Regions from separate parts of the Mus musculus genome. Here region 2 is linked to region 1. The links are chromatin contacts, called in public promoter capture Hi-C maps. All regions are on one chromosome and are shown on one strand. The core of a region is the stretch at or near the end of the contact, and the rest is flanking DNA. Distances in the headings are between cores, read along the strand shown.

Evidence for each region. Capture Hi-C pulls out chosen DNA fragments and counts their contacts.
Region 2: a promoter capture Hi-C map of liver shows a contact between it and region 1, with 2.1 times the contacts expected there. The contact joins two enhancer-like sites. A contact is called at or near these places in 1 of 39 promoter capture datasets (embryonic stem cells), 1 of 115 datasets of contacts at active chromatin or transcription factors (embryonic stem cells) and 3 of 9 other capture datasets (adipose tissue, liver and pancreatic islet).

The regions. Positions count from the first base shown.
Region 1 is chr9:72,836,206-72,840,275 of GRCm38.p6, forward strand. All of the region lies in intron 2 of Prtg (protogenin), which reads left to right. Among named protein-coding and RNA genes, the nearest start is that of Prtg, 31 kb to the left of the region's middle. Within about 2 kb of position 2,151, at least 64 of the 459 cell types and tissues checked have an H3K27ac peak or open chromatin away from gene starts, as enhancers often do. A contact at or near this core is called in liver, where this site is marked.
Region 2 is chr9:72,911,078-72,915,335 of GRCm38.p6, forward strand. Prtg (protogenin) reads left to right here. Exons shown (of 20, transcript NM_175485.4): 20 at 827-4,258. The coding sequence ends at 1,225. Among named protein-coding and RNA genes, the nearest start is that of Pygo1, 12 kb to the right of the region's middle. Within about 2 kb of position 2,419, at least 23 of the 459 cell types and tissues checked have an H3K27ac peak or open chromatin away from gene starts, as enhancers often do. A contact at or near this core is called in liver, where this site is marked.

The sequences.
Region 1 (4,070 bases), core at 901-3,400:
CTAGGACCAGCTGTTTATAAACGATGATGCATCAACATCCCAACTGATATTAGTGTAAGAACACTTTATATGCACATTTTATCAGCAGCTTTTAAAAGCAACATTTTCTTACTAGACCGAGGAGAGCCTATAAAGTTGCTATAAGTTACCAATTGAATTATTTAAAAAACGATTTATTACAAATTATGTACCTATAATTTTTAATTTAAAAAAGCTCTTCTTCCTCTTCCTCCTCTTTTTCTTCCTTCTCCTCCAATAGAATCTCTCTTAATATTCTTGGCTGTCCTCAAATTCACAGAGAATCTCTGCCTACTTAGTGCTGAGAGTTAAGGGTTGTGCTGCCATGCCTAGCTTTAAAGATGCAGGAATGTCCTACTGACTTAATATGCAAGCTAATGTTGGCCCATCCACTTAATTGGTTGTACATTATTTCCAGTGTACAATCTCTTACTTCTGTGTTGCTTTCTGATCCAGTAAAAGTTTGGGGACTGGTTTCATCTGAGCAACCTTTACAGCCCTGCCTGTAAATCATAGAAAATGATTAAGTGGGCAGATGAAGAGGAAGTCACAAATCAAATAGGCACTTACATTTATTGTGTTTGCAAGGTTGTTTTTGAGAATAGCGCATGTTTTGGGGGACCTTGTGTCCGGGCTGTTTTATAGAGCTCTGGCCTCTTAACAGCACTACTTTAAGGGCTCCTTGTGCGGCTCTTGGCTTGTTTAGCTGGACCATGAAGGGAGGTCAGGTTTCACGAGGAGGCCGTAGGCTTGTAAAGGCATACATTTCTCGCAGAAACAAAGTCCACATCAGGAAGCAAGCTGAGGTTTGTGTGAGGATATTTAAATTTGTAATTTAAATAAAGAACAGAAAATGTGGGCAACAAAAAGATCCCGCTGTCAAGTCTTAGCAGGCTCCAACATACAGCGAAGGGCTTATTTACTTACTCAGCTTTAAACAACATTAAAAAAAAAACCAGGGCCTGGGAGATGGCTCACAGAGCCAGCTCAGTGGTAAAAGTGCTTGTCATGCAGGAATGAGGACCAGAATTCAGATATCCAGAAACCCAAATTGATGCAGGGTTAGGGCAGCAGCCCGCCTGGAATTCCAACCCTGGGAGGAGGAACTATTTCCCAGGAGTGGCCCAGGAAAGCCAAATCCTCAAGCTCAGAGTTTGATGGAGAGAGCCTGCTTCAGGGACTGAGGTGGGAGAGTGAAGATGATTCCAGATGTCAGCCTCTGGCCTGCAGGTGCATGCGTGGACGTATGTGCCCACACATGAAAAAAATATGCACATACACATGTATACATTATACACATAAGAAAAAGAGAAAAAAAGAATAATCAAAATAGAACCAAGCTGGCTTCAAGCTTGTAATCCTCCCCGCTCAGTCTGGAGTGTGTGTCACAAGACCCGACCAGTTTTTGTTTTGGTTTGTTTTTTTTAAAGATATATGGGTTAATTAAATAAACTTTAAACGAAGGTAATTTAATTTACATACTTTCCTCTGTAAAGATGAGATAATAGCCTCAGTAAATGTCTGTAAACACAAGGTTTTATTTGTTTAGTTTTGCAATGGGGTTGGGGTTTGGAAGGCTTGTGCATGCTGGGTAAGTACTCTACCACCGAACTGCATCATCAGCTCCAAGCAGAGGTTTTAAAGGCATCTCTTTGGTCAGAAATTCAGGGATTTGACACACAGTCTTAGCCAGCTAGAAAGCCAGTGCATTTGGGCCTGTTCTGAGCAGTGCTACTCAGAGATACAGAATCTCCAGCTGTCATCTTCCATAAACACGTTGAGTAGCTCAGGCTTGCGAGAGAGTTCATATACAGTCTTGCTAACCACCAGGCTTCAGATCTCCGTGCCCACCTCTTAGCTAGCTGAATATTAGGATGACACAGCTATAAGAATTAAAGAAACTAGACTGTATCCCACCCATAGCACAGAACCTAGCAGCAAACCGTATGTCAGGCTCTTGTGTCATAAAAGGCTTGAAACCTGTGTTGTGACATTCTATACTTCACCTCCCCAGCATTTATGGCAGTTTGAGCTACCAACTTGAACAGCAATTTAGTTAAATACCCCTGTCTACTCTGATTCCTGAGCGCAGCCCTCTTCGCTTTGTCCTTGGTTGGATTGTTGCCACCTGGAGAGCACCAGACACCAGATAAATATTTGTTGAATGAGTCGGTAAACTTAGGAGAGATCACTTTAGTCTAAAAGTTTGCTGAAATGGATAGGATTAAAATATGTTTCCAGTTAGAAGTCAGTGAATCTAGCCTGTTATTGTATAATTCAGAGCCAATCCTCATGGCTTGAGAGTGGATAGATGAGTCATGTAATCATGTGAGCAATAGGGTGATGTTAATGTATGATTCATGGAAATTGGCTCCTTTGCATTATAATTTTGCAGAATATCTTTAAGAGCAGAGATATACTTTTGGGGGAAGGGTGGGAATGGGTTTTATATTCAAACCCAAAAGTGTATAAAAGTGGGTTTTATATTCAAACCATAGCAATGTGTGGAAAGCTTTATAGACTGGGTCCTGACTAAGTGGGGCATTCTTTCTTAGCGTGTATGAGACCCTGGGTTCAGTGCCCAGAGATGTTATATGTGCTGTTATATATTTTAAAATGGCTGCTTTATTTGAGTTTGGTTTTGAAGTAATTGATGTCAAATTGGATCTTTCACCTCCACCAACTAGCCTGTTTACTGTACCCAGTCAAGAACACTTAAACATATATATTTGGCATTAAAAATTTCACCCTTTTCTTATACTAAACCAAGGATAGATACATTCCATCTGTTCAGTAATTAAACTAACCAAAACTTATTTACTTTTTGCTTTGAGACAGGGTCTCACTATGTAACACTGGCTGTCCCGGAACTTATCATGTAGACCAGGCTAGCCTTGAGCTCACAAAAGATCTGCCCTGCCTCTGCCTCCCCGGCATTGGGATTAAAGTCAGTATTTATTTTTTAAAGTGTGCATATGTGGAGGGTGCCTCGGAGGCCTGAGGTGTTGGCAGTTAGGAGCCACCTGGTATGGATGCTGGGAAATGAACTAAGAGTCTTGATGGTGCATTGTGTTTTTAACCACTGAGTGCGATGATGCTTTCTGACAGCATTTTTATGTGTGTGTGATACGTGTGTAGCTTTGGATGGCAGGTTGAACTGTGGAGGCCTTTAACAGATGAAGCCAATGGGAGTTAAACACTGCGTCAGGCGTGGAACATATTTGTAAAGGGAATTATTAGTTACTTTTCTCATCTCCACGATGAAATGTCTGACAAACACAACTCAAAGAAGAAAGGGTTTGACTCACAGTCGTGGGTAGTCTATGACGTCAGGAATCAGGGCAGCGGAAGTGTGAGGAAGATGCTGGTCACCCTGCATCTGCAGCCAAGAATCAGAGGTGCTTGCTGGGGCTCATGTCTCTTGCTGCTTTTCAGGACTCCAGCTACAGACATCTTCCTGTTCCAGGCTGGGACTGCCGGCACAGAGGGCTGGAGCCAGCGTTGCTTTCTAGGGATCAGCTCAAGCGTGCACAGCAGACACTGGACCAGCTGTCTCCCCGCCCAGCTTCCCAGGTCTTTAGGAGGTGAATAGCAGTGGTGGTCTGCCGGCCGGTCGGTCTAGGATTCATGAGCTTGTAGATAAGTGTTCTAGAAAGTAACCATCAAAAGGAAAAGGGGCTAGCAAGATGGCTTAGTGGGCCAACGTGCTTGCTGCCAGGCCTGAGTTCCTGAGCTTGGTCTCAGGACCTACATGGTGGAAGGAAAAAACCAGCTCCCACTAGTTTCCCTGTGACCATCATCTTCATGCTGTGGCACATGTGTAACCTGCACCCCAATACACACAGAAGAAATAGAACGAGTTGTTTTGTTTTGTTAAGGGAAAATCTGTATTAGTATTTAGAGTTTGATGCTCTTGGATAGTAGTTCTAGAACTTTTAGTCTTACTCTTTATACTTTTAAAATTTTTATGTCACATATCTTTTTGTTTGGTTGGTTTGATTTGGTTTGGTTTGAACTCACAAAGACCCACCTGCTTCTGCCTCCTGAGTGCT
Region 2 (4,258 bases), core at 1,169-3,668, 75 kb after region 1:
CACTCTGTAGACCAGGCTGGCCTCGAACTCAGAAATTCGCCTGCCTCTACCTCGGCTTGTTATTTTTATTTGGTTGGTTGGTTTGGTTCCATTTTTTGGGAGGGGGGGTTGGTTTGGTTTGGTTTTTTTGTGTTGGTTTGGTTTGGTTTGGTTTTGGTTTTGAGCCAGGATTTCTTTGAGTAGCTCTGGCTGGCCTCTAACTCACAGATCCACCTACCTCTGCTTCTGGAGTGCTGGGATTAAAAACCTGTGCTACCACAGTCCGCCTTGTTATTTTTTTAAGTCTTTGTTTTGTTTTGTTTTGTTTTGTCTTTTTAGTTAACATATGTGTGCCAGTAACTAGTCGCCCCTGGGAACAGAGCACTAGGAGGCCAGCCTAGGGTGTTGGATCACCTGGAGCTAGAGTAACAGATGATTGTGAATCACCAGATGTGGTGTCCTATCAGAGCAAAATGTGGTCTTAGTGGCTGAGCCATCTCTCCAGACCTGCCAAGGAAGGTTCTAGTTCAGAAGTGCTCCCAGTCACCTAGGGGGAGCCACTGATCACACAGACAGTCCATTTATGACATGCCTTTTTTTTGTTTATTTTGTTTTGGTTTTTGGTTTTAGCTTTTCCAAACAGGGTTTCTTTGTGTATCCTTCTCTGTTTTGTAGCTAGCTCAATGGATCTGGTTTGAATTGAACTCAGACATCCGCCTGCCTCTGTCTCCCAAATGCTGGGATTAAAGGCTTGCACCACTCCCGCCAGCACAATGGGAGTTCTGGAACTTGTTCTCGAACTTGAACTATTTGCTATCTCATGGCTACCTTATCTATTCTTGCCTAGACTCAAAGAAGATTTACTCAGGCCGTCTGCTTTTACCAGCCGGGCACCACCGTGCTGATCAGCGATGAAGATTCCCCCGGCTCCCCAGGCCAGACCGCCAGCTTCCCAAGACCTTTTGGGGCTACTGCCCTTGACACAGAGCATTCAGCGAACAGTGAAGGCAGCCATGAGACAGGGGATTCCGGAAGGTTTTCCCATGAGTCCAATGATGAGATACACCTGTCCTCCGTCATCAGCAGCACGCCCCCCACCTCGAATCCCCTCGCTGGTGGCGATTCTGATGGGGATGCTGCACCGAAGAAGCACGGAGACCCTGCGCAGCCCTTGCCAGCTGAGCAGACCTCAGCTCCGCAGACATCTGCGGGGCTGCGATATGCTGCCGAGGGTTTTCCGGTCTAGACAGCCACGCTCAGGGATTCACAACAAGCACCTGTTCGAAGGACAATGAGCAGGGAGCCAAAGCCTTTTGTGAAAATCTTGATGTCTTACTGTTTATTGTTTGTTTTGTTTGTTTGTTTTTTATCTTTTTTTTTAAACTATTTTTAAGCTTACGAATTTTGAATGTTTCAACTGTCAACAATGTGAAAAAGGGCAGTCAAGATGCTTGACTGGACTCTAAGATAAATCACTGGAGCGGAGGGAAGACTGCCTAAGCCCTCTGCTGAATAGCTACCTCAGTTTGCTGTGGGCAGACTCTGAAGACAACTGTGCTGCCTTCTTCGAGTGCTGGTTTCTCTCAGTGGCATAACCAGCGGGACTTGCTAGTGACGCTGTGTGTCCATTGTGTGTGTGCTGTGTGTGACTGAAGGAGTCCGATAGGTAGGAGAGGAAAGATGTTGATCTGAAGCTCTGATTTTTTTTTTTTTTTTTTAAAGAACCGTGATAATGTAACACCTCTGGCTGTGAGGAGAAAATATGGGAGTATATTTATTTGAATGGAAGAAACAAATACGTCTCTTTGGAGAAGAGAACATTCCATAGTACATAGGGGATCGTGTCCTTGCAAAGCTGTTGGGTTTGGGACACCAGAGCAGGAGAATTTTGCTCCAGCCTGCATCAGCCTGCCCTCAGCCTGCAAAACCACCTTTCCCTTTGCTCCACAGCCGGCCAAGGGCTGCGCTGTCTTGTGGAACGTTTTCAAAGTTTACAGAGCTAGCTGCAAAATACAATGTAGGAAAGTGGATTTTTTTTTTAATGGTTCAGATTTTCTTTTTTAAAATCTCAGTTTGGCTTCAAATGGGGCAAAGAAGAAATGTTATTAAATATTAAGAATGAAGATAAACGAAACAGTAGAGATTAAGACAGACTTGAGGTTTTCATAATAGCAGTGCCTTCCATTGTGAGAAATTTTGCCTTATACCTTTTTAATATTCACGAAGATGTTTAGGAAAAAAGGTACCAAAAATTTGCCTTAAAAAAAAAAAAGCTTGGATCTTAGCGATAGCTGTGCTATCTGGCACCTTGATGAAGCTGCTCTCTTTTTGAAGCTCAGGTTTGCTCCCTATCACCCTGGCGGCTGAACTCTGGCTTCGTAGCCCACTAACACTCCAGAAGCGAGTTCATTCTCTGGTTTAAAATCAACAAATTGTCTCCTCTTCTGATCCGGCAGCCTTCTCCGTCACAAGGCAACATGCTAGGTGCCGAGCCACGTGGGAAGGACAAAGACTGAGCTGTGAAAAGAAGAAACAAGTCCTTAGCCTTTTAAAATCATGAGTTTTGCCCTCCCTGAAATTTTTTTGGAAGTGGCTTTGAATTGCATTTTAAAAGAAAAGCCCTCCGTGGGTTTTCCCTTGAAACCGTCCCTCCATGCACAGACAAGGCAGGTCCTGCCAAATGGTGTTATCACCCCAGTGTCATCTATTGCGAAAGCCTGACACTGCCACAGTTTTCATCGTCATTCTAAGTTTTGTGCCAAATTGGACTTTCTTAGAAGCCCAGGCACTACTCAGCACAGTTCTGTCCCATTCACCATGGGCTTCTCGGCAAAATGGGGGGAAAAAAGAAAGAAGAAAGAAAAAAAAAAAAAGCAGAGCTTTAGGTAAACAGTCGGAGGGGAGAAAAAATGGCTTCCTTCCCCTGCCTTCGCGCTCCTGTTTATACTACCTCCTTTTTAAAGTTATTCTAGTGTTATTGTTCTTTCCTGTACTCAGGGACTTTTTTGTTACTCTTGAGCTCATGTTGCATGGGCGGGTGCATTGACAGGGTATGGTGGTGTTTGGTTCGTAAGTAGAAGTACGTGGGCCAACTTCTCTCAGTATCTAAAATGAAGGGCACAATGGGATCACAAGTCAGAAGCAAACAGATCGAAAAGGGGAAAGCAGGTTTAAGGCCATGCATATTTAAACCGTGTTCCCTGCCTGGATCATCCGAAAGGCTGGGACAGGACATTTCTGGAAGAACGTGCTCTGTTTAATGATAAATAGGCCCTTAGTTATGATAGGTCTTTAGCTTATAATTATTTACTAGTTCATTTTTTGTTCTTATACAGACTTTTCTGTCAATTCTGTTACCAAAGAATTTTCAGTAGACAGTAAAATTTCTATGATAAGTACCTTAAATCCAATTCACTAGAAACAGATATAGACTCGAATATAAACAATTTCTAACCCTAATCTGAAGGGTTTATATTGATAGTTAAAATTAATTAGGCTAGTGACATAAACTACCTTACCGTCACCAGAGTTTAAAATAAATTTTAATTTCCTTGCCAGCATATGGTTACAAACTCTTTAAACTGTAAGGTTTTTTTTTTCTCCAGCAAGTAACGAAACCTTCAACTCTATAGTATTAATGTATTTTCTAATTGTTGAAATTACTTGTTGGAGAGAAAAAAATAAATATTACTACTAATGTCATGGACTAAAGTATTTAATGTTCAACAGAGGTTTTAGGCTTGGTGAAAGCCAGCCTCTCTGAAGTCTGAAGTACGAAATTCCAACTAAAGTGTGAAGGTTATCATGTCTTCCTCGAGGTTTCATTATTCATCGTATTCAACTCCAAATAAGCTGACATGCAAATTAGAAACTGTTTCATTTTCCAAAAACGTATTTGCTGGAAGCGGTGATAACCTGGCTGCCTGTCATTTTTTAATGTCAAATATTACAATATACTGCTCATCGGTATTTTCATACCAAAGACCATTAAAATATATAGTTTAGCCTGTAAGTAAAGATGAGCAGGTTTAAAGTAAATTTATTTAGAAACAGATAGGGAATATAGCTTTAGTGGCAAAAAGAAAATATCAAAAGGCTAAGTTTACATAGTTAAAAGCAATACAGTTATATTGGTATTTATCAGTGTTTTTTATTCGAGTACTTTATATCAGCAAATTAAAAAGAAATTAAAAACCAAAGATATTTAAGGTTACCTCAGAATATAGGAAAGTTTAGCTGTACATTGAACTGTTGTTTGTTGTTTTGTGTTAACAAACTG